Regions from separate parts of the Mus musculus genome. Here region 2 is linked to region 1. A link is a contact called in public promoter capture Hi-C data. All regions are on one chromosome and are shown on one strand. Each heading gives the region's core, a stretch centred on a gene start, on an enhancer-like site or on the middle of the called end of the contact. The rest is flanking DNA. Distances are from core to core; before and after follow the strand shown.

The links. Promoter capture Hi-C pulls out the DNA fragments that hold promoters and counts their contacts.
Region 2: a promoter capture Hi-C map of pre-B cells shows a contact between it and region 1, with 3 times the contacts expected there. The contact joins the promoter of Tex44 here to the promoter of Psmd1 in region 1. A contact is called at or near these places in 7 of 39 promoter capture datasets (the HPC-7 cell line, HPC-7-derived erythroid cells, embryonic stem cells and 3 more), 8 of 484 Hi-C or Micro-C datasets (the Ba/F3 cell line, CD4 T cells, the G1E-ER4 cell line and 4 more) and 6 of 115 datasets of contacts at active chromatin or transcription factors (the HPC-7 cell line, bone marrow-derived macrophages, embryonic stem cells and 2 more).

The regions. Positions count from the first base shown.
Region 1 is chr1:86,060,101-86,067,205 of GRCm38.p6, forward strand. It overlaps Psmd1 (proteasome (prosome, macropain) 26S subunit, non-ATPase, 1), which reads left to right and starts at 4,519. Exons shown (of 25, transcript NM_027357.2): 1 at 4,519-4,705. The coding sequence starts at 4,690.
Region 2 is chr1:86,422,488-86,428,922 of GRCm38.p6, forward strand. It overlaps Tex44 (testis expressed 44), which reads left to right and starts at 3,842. Exons shown (of 1, transcript NM_027966.1): 1 at 3,842-5,562. The coding sequence starts at 3,884. The coding sequence ends at 5,476.

The DNA of each region.
Region 1 (7,105 bases), core at 3,269-5,768:
ATTCCAGAGCTGGGGCTATGATGTTCGCATAGTTGTCATTATCCACATTTACTGTGCAAGGGGCAGTGGATTCCCTGCAAACACTGCAAAAACAAATAACTAACTGTATGTAAAGTACAGAGATAGGGCTGCTCTAGGGTCTGGTTGGGGGGAAGGTTATAAGGAAGAGTATAGCCAGAGGCATCAGAGGAGTCCAGAGCAAGGAGAGAAAGTAGTAGACAGAAGATGGCCGTGGTGCTGGGGGAAGGGGGGCAGGGAGGGGGCTCAGGACAAAAGAGAGAGAGGCAAGCGAGAGGGGACCAAGAGAGCACATGGCCAAAATGGCAGTTATATAAGAATGAGAAGCTGGGGGAAGGAGCCAGGAGTTTAGGGTAGGGGGCAGGATGGAAGGAGCTGGTACACACAGGTACAGAGTCACCCTGGAGGCCGGCATTCACTTTGGTATGCTAATAGGCACCAAGCCTATTAACTCTTTGTTTCTTTTGGACTTGACAATCAATAAAATTTAATAACTAAAAAATGTCCTGATAACACATGAAATTCTTATTTCTGGCTTTTCCTGGAAAAAGCATTGGCTTCACAATGCAAGCCTGCATTCGTGCGCGGCATCCATATAAGCCCCATACCGGCTGCTGACCTGAATTGGTCCATTCGCACTTTATTTGTCAGGGGTCCCTCTACTCCCCGTTACTGCCTTGGATGATGTCGTTGTCTATGGATTCTCACCCTCCCCCCACCTTATCTTTTGTGGTGCTGGGGATCTAACAGGGCCTTGAGCATGCTAAACAAGCACATCTACACTGAGCTGCACTCCCAGCACCTGAGCTCTGATTTTCTCTGAAGTATTAGGTAGGGACTTGGGCTACGACCTCTCACACATGTGACACAAGGGCTCTACCACTGAACTGGATCGAAGGCCTTTGAGCTGGTTGGTTGTTTTTCATAGAGCTTTTGTTAATCCAGAGGATGGGAGGAGAAAAACCACCGACCCAAATCATCATGACCAAATTAACTAAAGCAAGCAATTAATTAAAGCAAGCCTTTGTATTTGTGTCCACAGGCTTGCTCCCCCTAAGGCAGGGTTTGAGAGGTCAGCATTGGATGTGGGGAAGTCAAGGCTTTCTACAGCACAGGGGTAGGGGATTTGGTGGGCAAAATAGGAGGGGGGGTCACAGGAACAGAACATTATAATAAGTCAGTCCTGATGACCTCCTCAGACAAAGACAAAGGTGGGCAGAGCAAGGTAGTCATAGCAACAGTCATAACAAGGTAGTCATAGCAACAGCTAGTCATAACAAGGTACTCATAGGTGGTCCTATAACCTTTTGAAACACAGGAAGGGTTGCAAGATGGTTGAAACAAAGACATGATTGCCTGTCGAGGGCCATACAGGAGGAACGTGGCACAGAACCATTTGTAGTTAAGGTTACAAGTCGGGCAAAGCCTTGAGAAACAGGCTTAATCATAAACAGGAGGGAACCTAGTTTGTCTTTACTATAAGATGGCTTTGAAGCCTAAGATGGAGGCAGGCTGGTTCTTCACTTCACTCCTGTATGACTTTGTGGTATTTGCTTGTGACTTCCTAGGGGTCTTTATGTGAAGGTGTCTCTGTAGAAGTGTACCCCAGACACTCAATCTGCTTATCTTTTATGCACTCCTCTTTGGTAAGCGCCTTTCAACTTGAGTCATCGGCTCAACTCCTTTAAAGGAGTTTGCCTTTTGCAAGTATGATTTCAAAGTACTAAATTATTAAAAAGTACACACACTCAAGTATGTCACCAATCACTTTTAATTTGCTGGCAACTGCAAAACACTGCTTTGTTTCACTATGTTAGATTTTGAGAAGGCCACAGAAATAGGTTTCAGTCACTGCTATCCAAACAGCTTGGTGGTGAGAAGCTAATGGCTCAACAGAACTGTTGGCCAGGGCTAAGACTAGATGTTAAAGTGATTACGGACCATGACCCTGGATTCGATTCCTGGTAACTCCCCATCATACACAGATCACTGTTTACCACTAACCTTTGTCAAAATTTTCTCTGCATTGACTAGTGAAGTAAGTCTACTGATGAAGCTGCTACCTGAGAGTGACTAAAGAGACAACTCGGTGATTAAGAGCACCGGCTGCTCTCCAAAGGACTAAGGTTTGGTTCCCAGCACCCACATGTGGCTTACAACCATCAAGGGACCTGATGCTCACTTTTGGTTTCCAAGGGCAGTAGGCATGCATGTGGTACAGGGACATGGACAGACGGACACACAGACACACGGACACATGGACACACAGACACACACATACATCATCCATATACATAATTTTTTAGTTAAAGAAGAGAGTAAGTAAAAGTCACAACTGTCATTTCAAAATCCTGAAGATACATTAGGAACTTTTTGCTAGGAGGAGAACAGAATATACAGCATTGTTTCTTCCTTTGACATTTTTTTCCTATATATTATCACATACTTCTGTTTTTGCTTTGTTTTTTAATATTTCTGTGTTTTTAATTTATGTATTTGTTTAATGTATGAATGTTCTGTCTGCATGTACACCTGCATGCCAGAAGAGGGCATCAGATCCCTTTATAGATGGTTGTAAGCCACCATGTGCGATTGCTGGAAATTAAACTCAGGACTTCCGGAAGAGCAGCTGAGCCATCTCACCAGCCCGTTGTTTTGTTTTTTTGAGACAGGGTCTCTCTACATAGCACTGGCTGTCCTGGAATTCACTATAGACCAGACTGACCTTGAATTCACAGAGCTCCCTGGCCTCTGCCTTCTGAATGATCGACCACACCCGGCCAGACTTCTGCCTTTTGAAACGTAAAATGTACAGTATTAGCAGTTCCAGGTGTCAAGTTTTAAGTCTTATGGGGGTTCTGGATGTAGTTCAGTTAAAGTGTTGCTTATCTAGCATGCATGAGACCCTGGTTCAGTTGTCAGCGCTGCAAAAAACAGATATTGTGGTGCACACCTGTAATCCCCCGCATTCCCCAATCAGACCTTGATCAGAAGTTCCAGGACCTCCCAGCTACAAAGAAAGCTTGCAGACCACCTGGGCTATTGTATAGGATCCCCCACCCCATTCTCATTGTTTATTTATGATAGACTAGTTCATTCATTATCATAATAAAGTACTGTGAAGTTTTTGTATTTTAGAGACAGGCTTTCTATTTTTAAAGAGGTATTTATTACTTATTTGTGTGTGTCTATGTGCCCATGAGTATAGGTACCTGTGGAGGCCAAAAGAGAGCATCAAACCCCCTGGAGCTGGAGTTACAAGTAGTTGTGAGCTACTCGATGTGGGTGCTCAGAATTGTACTTGGGTTCTCTGGAAGCTTAACCACTAAAGGCAACTCTCCGAACTGCCACCAACCCAGCCTTTTTAAGACAGGGTCTCACAATTGACTCCTCCTTCACTAGAATTCACTATGGAGATGAGGCTGGCCTGGAACTCACAGAGATCTGCCTACCATTGCCTCCCAAGGGGTGTACCACCATGTTTGACACCTGGACAGTCTATTTTTGTGTATGTTCATATTTGGGGGGAGGGGGGCCTTCGCTGGATGAGGCTGTACGAAAGACACAGGCATGGAGGCAAGTTTGTGTCAAACATATACACATGTATATGTATATACACATATATACACATATACGCAAGTAGGCCGGAGGTTGACATTGGGTGTCTTCCTCAATTGCTCTCCCACTCTTCCTTCCCTACCCCCACACTCCTCAAGGTCTTACTTTGTAGCTCTGGCTGTCCTGGAACCCACTTGTAGGCCAGGCTGGCCTTAAATCCACAGAGATCTTCCTGCCTTTTCCTCTGCTTCTTGAGTGCTGTGATTAAGGTGTGAACCACAACACCCAGCCACTTTATTTTTTGGAAACAAGAGTCTCTTACTAGACCAGGAGCTCACCAACCGGCTACACAGGCCGGCCAGCAAGCCCCAGATATCCACCTGCCTTCACCTCCCCCAGCACTGGGTTTACACCGGCCACTGGGAATCCTAACTCAACTTCAGGTCTTCATGCTTTTATGGCAACCACTTAAGCGACCAAGTCGCCTTTCCAGCATTATCCCACCACCACCTTCCCCTACTTTGATAGCAGATCTTTTATAGCCCAGGCTGGCCTCGAATTCAAGATCCTTCTGCCTCAGTCGCTTTTCTAAGAAAATACTTCCCTGTAGTCTTGGGTTGGTGGGCATTATTGCAGTGAGACCTCCATAGCCTTAGGTGGCGCTGCGAGCAATGCTTATACCTCCCCTAACACTCATTCTCTTAGCAATGGCGGGTGATGAGTGGGCCTCTCTTTGCAAGGGTGTCTATTTTGAAGCCTGATTGCAACTAGAAATGAATGTCCGTTCGCAGCCGGCCAGATCTCTGACTTCACGGAGAGTTATAAAAAACAACGACATGTTTTTTTACCTTGTTGCATGATCTCGAGAGGCGGAAGCTGCATAAAAGACACAGCGTGGCGGTGAATTTGAGCCAAGCCTCAGGCGGAGATGCGGGCAGCCCTAGGGCGGGCGGGGTCCTCGGCTAGAAGCGAGCCGGCGGCCTGTGGAGGGGACTGACTGAGCAGCGCACCCGGGACCCTGGAGGTGCGGTAGAGCAAGCGGGCCCTGAGCTGACAGATCCAGGGCTTGGCCAGGACTGTGGACGAGTGGATCGGCGAGTGCAGGGCGCAGCCATGATCACTTCAGCCGGTGAGTGCTGCCGGGAGCAGGCGCCCCAGTGAGGAGCCGCCGCCGCGCCGGCGTTTAGCTGAGTCAGGGCGGGTGACTGGGCACCTCCGGGTCGAGCGCCGGCCTGCGAGGCCCCTCTGCCCGAGGCCCACCTCGGGGATCGAGGGCTGGGAAACTGGCCAGGTCACTGCAGGCCCCTGGGGTTCGTAGGAATAGGACCAGGTAGCCACCCGGCCGTCCCTCTCCAGCCACACCCCCGTTCCAGGACCAGACCGGGCTCCTAGGCGGTCGCTGGACCTTTATTCTCTGTCCGCTTCTTGGTCGAGTGACCCCCCAATCCTTCCCCGCAGGTGTTTCGGTTTGGGATGGGCCCCGGTGTCATCGTAAGCATCTTATAGCAGGTCCTGGCCTGGCAGCCTAACTGCTACACTAAGTGCTTCTGGCTTGTGCATGAGATATCTTCTCCTGGAAGTCCGAAATTAGGTTTGAGGTGGCTGGGTTTTTGGTGCTACCGTATTCACCTAAGAACCTCGTTCAGTGAAGGCAGCATTGACTGGAGAGCCACCTTACTGTGTGTGTTTAGATCCTCAGGACTGCAAAGCAGGTTTCGCACACTTGTATGGTAGATACTTGTAATGGCTTTTGAAATGGGAAGGTGTGGAGGGAGATGAACTTCTACATGGAGATTTTTCAAGCCCACTACAGACTTGAACTGCGTATAGCTGTTCCCAGTCTCGATGCTTTCTCAGCCCTGGCTGCTTGCGTACCCTTGCTTGGTTGTTATTCCTATTCTGTACTTGTTCTACAAGTATTTGATTTTGAACAAACGGGTTCTCAGTAGACAGTATGCTGTACGGTGGGGAGGGTCTCACTGTGTAGCTCTAGCTGTCCTCGAACTCACTGTGTAGACCAAGCTGACCTCAAACTCACAGAGATCTCCTGCCCCTGCTTCCTAAATACTAGGATTAAAAATGTGTAGTGTACTACTACACTCTGTGCTGGTTATTTTTAAACACGTGAAGAAGTGTTTGGACTTGAAGTTAGACTTTTGTCCTGATAGAGACAGATGATTGCAATGAATTTTAGTTCCCATCAAAAGAAGCATTTTCTTTTCTTTTTTCCAATTAGCTCTGGAGGAAAATACTAGATTTTTTGCCACTTGTAAGAATAGGCTTAGGCCCCGCCATTACCACTGGTCTTCAAAGTGGTGGCTTCACTGATCATAGTTGTGTGGGTGCTTAATAGAATACTGTTAGGGTGGACGCAGAGATAGCCACCTCATTTGGAATGTGGTCCAGGCCACCTTTGTCTCTTGCCTAGGCTATGAGCCTCAAGACTTTTCTTTTTTTTTCCCCAATACTTTGTCTAAGCTCATTCCTCTAGTTCCAAATTTGCTTTGGGAACTTTGTGTAGCATTTCTCATTCCCATTACATCGTAAACATGCTATACTTTTTGTTCGGCCTCTCTCCTACTTAAGAGTTCTTGTACATTCTGTTCCTACTCTAGCCTTTTCTCTCACGAGGTGTTGTAAATCTCCAGTGTTCATCTCGACTTTATCCCTCTATTAGAAACACTAACTGGCATCACAGTTCTGTAATGACCATGTTAACTTGTCTTAATCTGTTACACTGAACTCCAGAGTAGAATTTTGGTCAGGAGACCTGCTTCCATAATTCTAAGGACACTGCCGAGTGTGTGGCAGATGTTAAACAGTGTGCCTTGAATGAAGACATCAGTCCCCTGAGTTTTTAGAGCTGACTGAAAGAGGACTTGGTAGGAATAGACAGAAAAATCAACCCTCCTTGCTGTGTCAGGACTGCAAGCTTTGTGGTCCTGCCCTGAAACACTGAGACGATAACATAGTATACATTTATAGGTATCCTTTATGTTTATAGAGCACATTAGCTTCTGTTCCTTTTTGACACTTTGTTTCCAGTCAGCTCTAGTTAGCTAGTTTAGGACCTGGGCTTAGGATCTCTCCCCAGCACTACAAAGGCCAGAGTCATGGGTCTAGTCTTCATTCATTCACTCACTGGGCACATGTGTTTGCTAAAAGCAATGGTGACTAAGAGGTCAGTGTATACCATTTTGTTTTGTTTTGGTTTTTCAAGAGATTTGACTATGAAAGGGAATGGGAACAAAGACATTATTAGTACTTATTCACTAGAAGGAAGCATGAATTTGAGTGGATTGGATTTAGCAAATAGAGGAAGTAACACAGACAAGCTTTAAAACAATAGTTTTCTACCATCTATCCTCTTCTGACCTCCTGGATTGACCATTTTCAACTTTTAAGTAATATTTCCAGGACATACCTCTATATTGATAAATAATATGAAAATATTGCTATTAATTGAGTCAACAATTAAAGACAGTATCTACTAAGTTTCTATAATGACATAAGCTCTTATTTTTATTTA
Region 2 (6,435 bases), core at 2,592-5,091, 360 kb after region 1:
TTCCTGAGGTAGCTAGCTCCTTGGTTTGCTGAGATGGAGCAGGGTCTCTCAGGTAGCACAGATTTTTCTCAAACTGCAAATGTAGTCAAGAATGACCTGGTACCCCTAATCTTCCTGCCTTCACCTTCCACATCCTGGGTGTCTTAGTCAGGGTTTCTATTCCTGGACAAAACATCATGACCAAGAAGCAAGTTGGGGAGGAAAGGGTTTATTCAGCTTACACTTCCACACTGCTGTTCATCAACAATGGAAGTCAGGACTAGAACTCAAGCAGGGCAAGTAGCAGGAGCTGATGCAGAGGCCATGGAGGGATGTTCCTTACTGGCTTGCCTCACCTGGCTTGCTCAGCCTGCTTTCTTATAGAACCAAGACTACCAGCCCAGAGATGGTCCCACCCACAAGGGGCCTTTCCCCCTTGATCAATCACTAATTGAGAAAATGCCTTACAGTTGGATCTCATGGAGGCATCTCCCCAGCTGAAGCTCCTTTCTCTGTGATAACTCCAGCTGTGTCAAGTTGACACAAAACTAGCCAGTACACTGGGATTACAAGTTTGTGTGTCACTATGCCTGGCTGCACATAGATTTTTTTTTTTAAATTCGTGTGTGTGTGTGTGTGTGTGTGTGTGTGTGTGTGTGTGTTTATGAACTCATGGGCCACGTAGGTGCAAGTGTTCTTAGAGGCAGAAGAAAGTATCAGATCTCCTCTCCTGGAGACTAGGTTACAGGTAGCTATGATCTGCTCTACTCAGATGCTGGGAACCAAACTCCAGTGCGCTGGAAAACCAGCATGTGCTCTTAACTGCTAAGCCATCCCCTCCAGCCCCTTTCTCTCTTTCTCTCTCTCTCTCTCTTTCTCCCCTTTTCTTTCTTTCTCTCAAATACTTACACTCCCCTCCCCAGCCTTTTCTTTCACATAGATCTTTATAGCATTTGAAATGAAATGAGTCAGGAGATGTGGTCTAGTTGCTACTAGTCTTAGGTTTGACGGTCATAAAATGCACCTCATAAAATCAGGCCTGAGGCTGGGGAGGTGGTTCAGTGGGTATCAGTGCTTGCTAAGGATGAGGACCTAAGTTTGAATCCGCAGCACCCCAGTAAAAAGCAGGGCACTGCTGCATATGCACAAGTGTGGTCCTGGCACAGTGAGGAAGAGGCAAGAGAGTCCCTGGAGCTTGTGGCTACAGCTCCAGGGTCAGGGAGAGACCCTGCCTCAGATCCTCCTATAGCCTCTGTGTGTACAAAGAAGTGTGTACTCACTGTTACACACCCCTGTGTGCAACACATCATATCACACACACACACACACACACACACACACACACACATCTCGTTGAAGAGTTTTTTATACAGTTCCACTCAGTTCCCATGATGTGGGGCCTATCTCAGGAAATTAGGTGGAGGGAGCTGAGGAAAGCCGAGGGTCCAGGGAGGGTAAAGAGGGGGACACTGGAGGACAGGACACTCGACAGAAACAACTCAAGGGTAAGCTTGTTCTGGCTGGTGCTTTAGAGACATGTCGCCTGTGTATCATGACAGGTGGCATGGTGACAGTTGCTCACATCACAGCAAACAGGAAGGAGAGAGCATGGCTGGAACCCAGGGTAAGCATGACCTACAAAGACCCTGTGCCAGGGACCTAGTTCTGCCAGCCAAGCCCCACTTCCTTCAGGCTCCACAGACTTCAGAACGACCCTACAAGCTGAGGACTGGGTGCTCAAATACGTAGGCCTGTAAGGAACAGCCCCAATTTAAGCCATCACTTCAGAGAAGGAGCCAGGGACAGGGGACCAGGAGAGGCAGAATGGGAGACAACACAGGAAGGATAGAGGGGGAAGCCTGTGTTCTGTGATGGAACTACTACAGTGTGACCCAGAGCTGCCATTAGGTTGCATCTACAGGCATGGTAAGTCAGTTACCATACTGGCCAGCATCCCTCCACCACAGACCATTGATTATCTTTTGTTGTTTTTAAAGAAAATTTCTTACTATGTAGTCTTGGCTGTCCCGGAGCTTGTTATGTAGACCAGGCTGGCCTCAAACTCACAGAGCCACCTGCCTCTGTCTCAGGAGTGCTGGGATTAAAAGCTTGCACCACCACCACCTGGCCCAAGAGTATAATTGCATTTCTTCTCTCTCTCTTTCTCTCTCTCTCTCTCTCTCCCTCTCTCTCTCTCTCTCTCTCCCTCCCTCCATCCCTCCCCTCTCCCCTCCTTCCCCCCTCCCCAAAACTGAGTTCTCCATGCTAATGAGGTACCTAGAGGCCTGGAGGACTTAGCCAATAAGCTTCCCTTCCCAGACATTCCTCCCTGCAAAAGGTATTTAACCTCAGGTCCACCCGGAGAAGTGGATACAGTACACATCCATTTTCCACCATGAACAGCCAATAAACTGTTTAGAACTGTGGACTGTCTCTTTCAACAAGAGCCACAGTGGGGAGCCATGGGGAAGGCATTCAACTACAGAGCCGCAGCTTAATTCTCCCATAGAAGGTCTCTCTGTGCTCTCAGCCACAACTGCCACCAAGCCTGCCTCCACCAAGCTAAGGACAATATCACCCCCTGGGACAAGCCGGAGCTCCTCCCCCTTCCCCTCCCCCCACCCCAGGCTAGACACTGTCCCCAGCCCACAGCCCGACTCTGTTTTCTGCTCTGCTGAAACTCCCAGCGGATGTCTAAGAGTCTGAGAACCCCACGGCCCAGGCCTCGTTGCAGGCCCAGGGACCCCTGAACCAACTCCAGCTTTTTCCCACCCGGGAGGTGTCTCAGCCCCGGCAGCAGTCACAGTGGCGGTGGCATGGAATAAAGGCAGTCAAACTCCCAGCGTTCCGCTTCCCCAAGAGGCTGTGCCTAGCAGTGGGGCAGTCATGGACCCACAGCCTTGCCCCTAGGAGAGAAGATATAAACATAGACCCAGTTCTCCCTAGGGATGCTGGGGTCCCTAGGGGCATCATCAGATGGTTGCATCTCCTCTTATCCCCAGGAGCAGGAACTACACCTAACCTGGCAACTAGGGTGAGCACAAACACACAAATAGAACCATCCACTCCAATGCTGGGGATGGAACCAGAGCATGCTGGGCAAGTGCGCTACACTCAGCCAAACCCAGTCCCCGGCTACCTTCTTCATACAGTGGGGTTATCTGGGGACCAAGCTCTTCTTAGGATTGCCCTGGAGTCTGTACCCATTAGTGGTGCCCTGCCCTCCCAGCCCAGATGAGCAGGTAGATTGTCCTGTGTCAAAAGGTTAACTCTAGCACTAAGGATAGCCAGCCTAGATGCCGCCCAGGCCCTGGCCTCCACTATTCCTCCTCATTGCTAGAAAAATTACCAAAGAAAGACCGGCCTGAAAGAAAGAAATTGGGGTCCTGAAGTAGCCCAATAGAATAGAGAGATGGTGGGAGGGATAACCTGGTATAACAAATGTCTGTAATCCTAGCTCTTGAGAGGCTAAGACAGGAAGATCAGAGTGGGAGACCAGCCTCAACTACATAACAAGAGCACTGATCCCCTGTCCCCAAAATAAGTTTAAAACCTACTAATTCAAACTCAGCATTACCTTCCTGTATCATGCCCCAAAGTACAGTTCCCGAAACCACTCACAGCCCTGCGGCTGCATCTGCACCTACCTACGTATCTCCATCTTAAACCAAGACAGTTATTCTTCATTTCCTCTGTACCCACTACTCTGGCTATGCAACACCACCTATAGTCAGCTCGCCAGGACAGCCACTCAGCAGACTCAGGACATTCAGGACCCTTGCTCTACAAGTACCTGTGACATCATCAGCTGCCCACAACCTGCTGTGACCTCACCACCTGGACAACTGAGCCTAGCAGGGCCAAGCCACTCCTTCCCAACCACCATAAGTAGCAGGGGGCATAGATGACCGCTGAGCCCTTGGAAGACCCTGAAGCCAGCAGCAGTTCTACACATGATCTTCCCGAGGCCTCCTCGGACAACACAGCTGATGAAAACTCTGCAGATTTACCCGGAGAGTCCGAAGGACCAGACTCCCTGCCCGATGACGTCCCACCAGGAGACATCGACGAAGTGCTAGCTGAACATGATGTAGATCAAACCTCTGAGGCGAAAGCCATCACCACAGAGCAAAATGAAGAGCAGGACTTCATTCGGACTGATACCTTCATGAGACAAGATGAGGACCTGCTCTCCAAGCAGATTTCCACCATCACGGAGAAAAATGTAGACCAGGCGTACATGCAGATTAACACAGTTTTTGAGCAGGATAAAGACCAGGCCTCCATACAGACTGCCACCTTGATGGGACAAGATGAAGACCAGGCATTTTTGCAGATTGTCACTTCTGTGGGACAGAATAAAGATCAGGCCTCCATACAGACTGCCACCTTGATGGGACAGGATGAAGACCAGGCATCTTTGCAGATTGCCACTTCTGTGGGACAGAATAAAGATCAGCCCTCCATGCAGATGGACACCTCCATAGGGCAAGATGTAGAGCCAGCCATCTCCACAGATACAGCAACTTCTGCAGTCAAAGATGAGAGCCCAGATATTCCACATCAGGGCCAGGACAATCCTGAAGAGACCACATCTTTGCTGCCCCAAGACCCAGGTATCCTGCAAGTGTTTGTGGGTTTCCAGAACCCAGTGTGGGACAGGCTAGCTGAAAACAACCGTACAAGTCGGAGCCGGACGGTTTCCCCGAGTGACTCCCAGACCCAGGAAAAGACACTGGGAAACCCGAATGTTCCAGAAGGGCAGCCAGTATTAGTTCCAAATGCTGACGTGCTATCTAACCTGCCTGAACATGTCCAGACTTCGGTGGGAGCTGCTGACCCACCCCCTTCCGATACCAGTGGTCGCGACCCAGAACCCACGCCTACCACCAACTCGGCCAAGCAGGAAGCTGAAGGGTTCAAGGCCTTGAACCCTGGGAGCAAAGCTAGATCGCCAGGGCTGACCAGTGAGGATTCAGCTGCTGACTCAGGTATCCCACCGGATCCACCTGACCCAGGCTCCCCAGGTGGCAGCCCACCCCACTCTCCAGATTTCTACCAGGTGGCCCTGGGCAGGAACCTTCTGGACCCCAATCTGTATAGACCTGATGTGGAGAACGACTACATGCGCTCCATGACCAGCCTGCTGGGTTGTGGAGAGGGCTCCATCAGCTCCCTCACAGACATCCTGGTGTGGTCAGACACAGCCACACGCATGGGTGTGGCTGTGGGCATTCTGGCCTCGGGCTGCAGCTCTCCAGCTGACCGGCTACAAGACGAGGGTCCCCGCCTGCGGACTGTCGCCAGCCTCTTGCGCAGCGCCAGGTCAGCTTTCTCCTCTGGGGTGATGTCTGGAACTGGCTCAGCCCTGCACTCTGTCACGCACCTGCTGGAGTCTGTGGAGAGACGGACTATGGAAGGCATCCGTTCAGCTATGCGCTACCTGGCCCATCATCTCACCTCACGCTGGGCCCGCACTGGCCCCAGTGGTAACTAGACCAGCAAGCCCCCTACTTCTTCCCCAACCCTGCACTAGGTAACTGTCCCCTGCCTTTCAGTAAATAACCACAAGCGTTTATTTTCTAAGCTCTGCCCTTATCCATGCAGTGGGACAACAGGGTAAAAGGACCGATGGGGCCCACAGGTAAACCGAGGACATGTACCTGCCTGTTGCTCAGCCCCATGCCCAAGCTACCGATTGAGGTTTTGGAAGGTAGGAGAGGGTTTGGGGGTAGAGGGTACAATATCAGGCCTCACAGGAGGGATGCGCACACACTTAGGCTGGCCCTAACAGAACACAGCTGTCACTTAGGCTGTTGTGAAACACAAGTGACATCCCTCCTAAGAATGAGCTTGTGGTCTAAATGCGATGGAGATTTAGGGGAAAGGGCCTGGGATAAGTACAAACATAAACTCTGGGAGATACGGGCAGAGCTTGTCTCATCAAACAGCAAAGGATCACCAGGCTGTAAAACTGCATCATTCCAGTTAGACATAAACTGTGTTTAACTCTCCTGGCTTCTCCAGGGCAAGGCCTCTACATTTCTTCTTGTTTTTTGTTTTGTTTTGTTTTGTTTTTTTGTCTTTGTTTTATGGGTTCTTTGTTGTTGTTGTTGTTTCTTTGAGACAGGGTCTCATTATGTTGCCTTGCCTTGGCCTGGAGTTTGCTATACCAGGCTGGCCTTGAATTTACAGATATCCACCTGTCTCTGCCTCCCAAGTGCTGGAATTAAAGATGTGTGCCACCATGCCGGGCTACTTGTATATTACTGTAATTCCAAGGCCTGGAAGGTGAAGACAGAAGAACTTCAGAAGTTCAAAGCCAGCCCAAGGGCTAACAAAATGGCTCAGCAAGTAAGGCTGGCAATCTGAGCTTAATCTCTAGCATCTCCAGTAGGAGAAAACCAGCCCTTTCAAATTACACACACACACACACACACACACACACACACACAC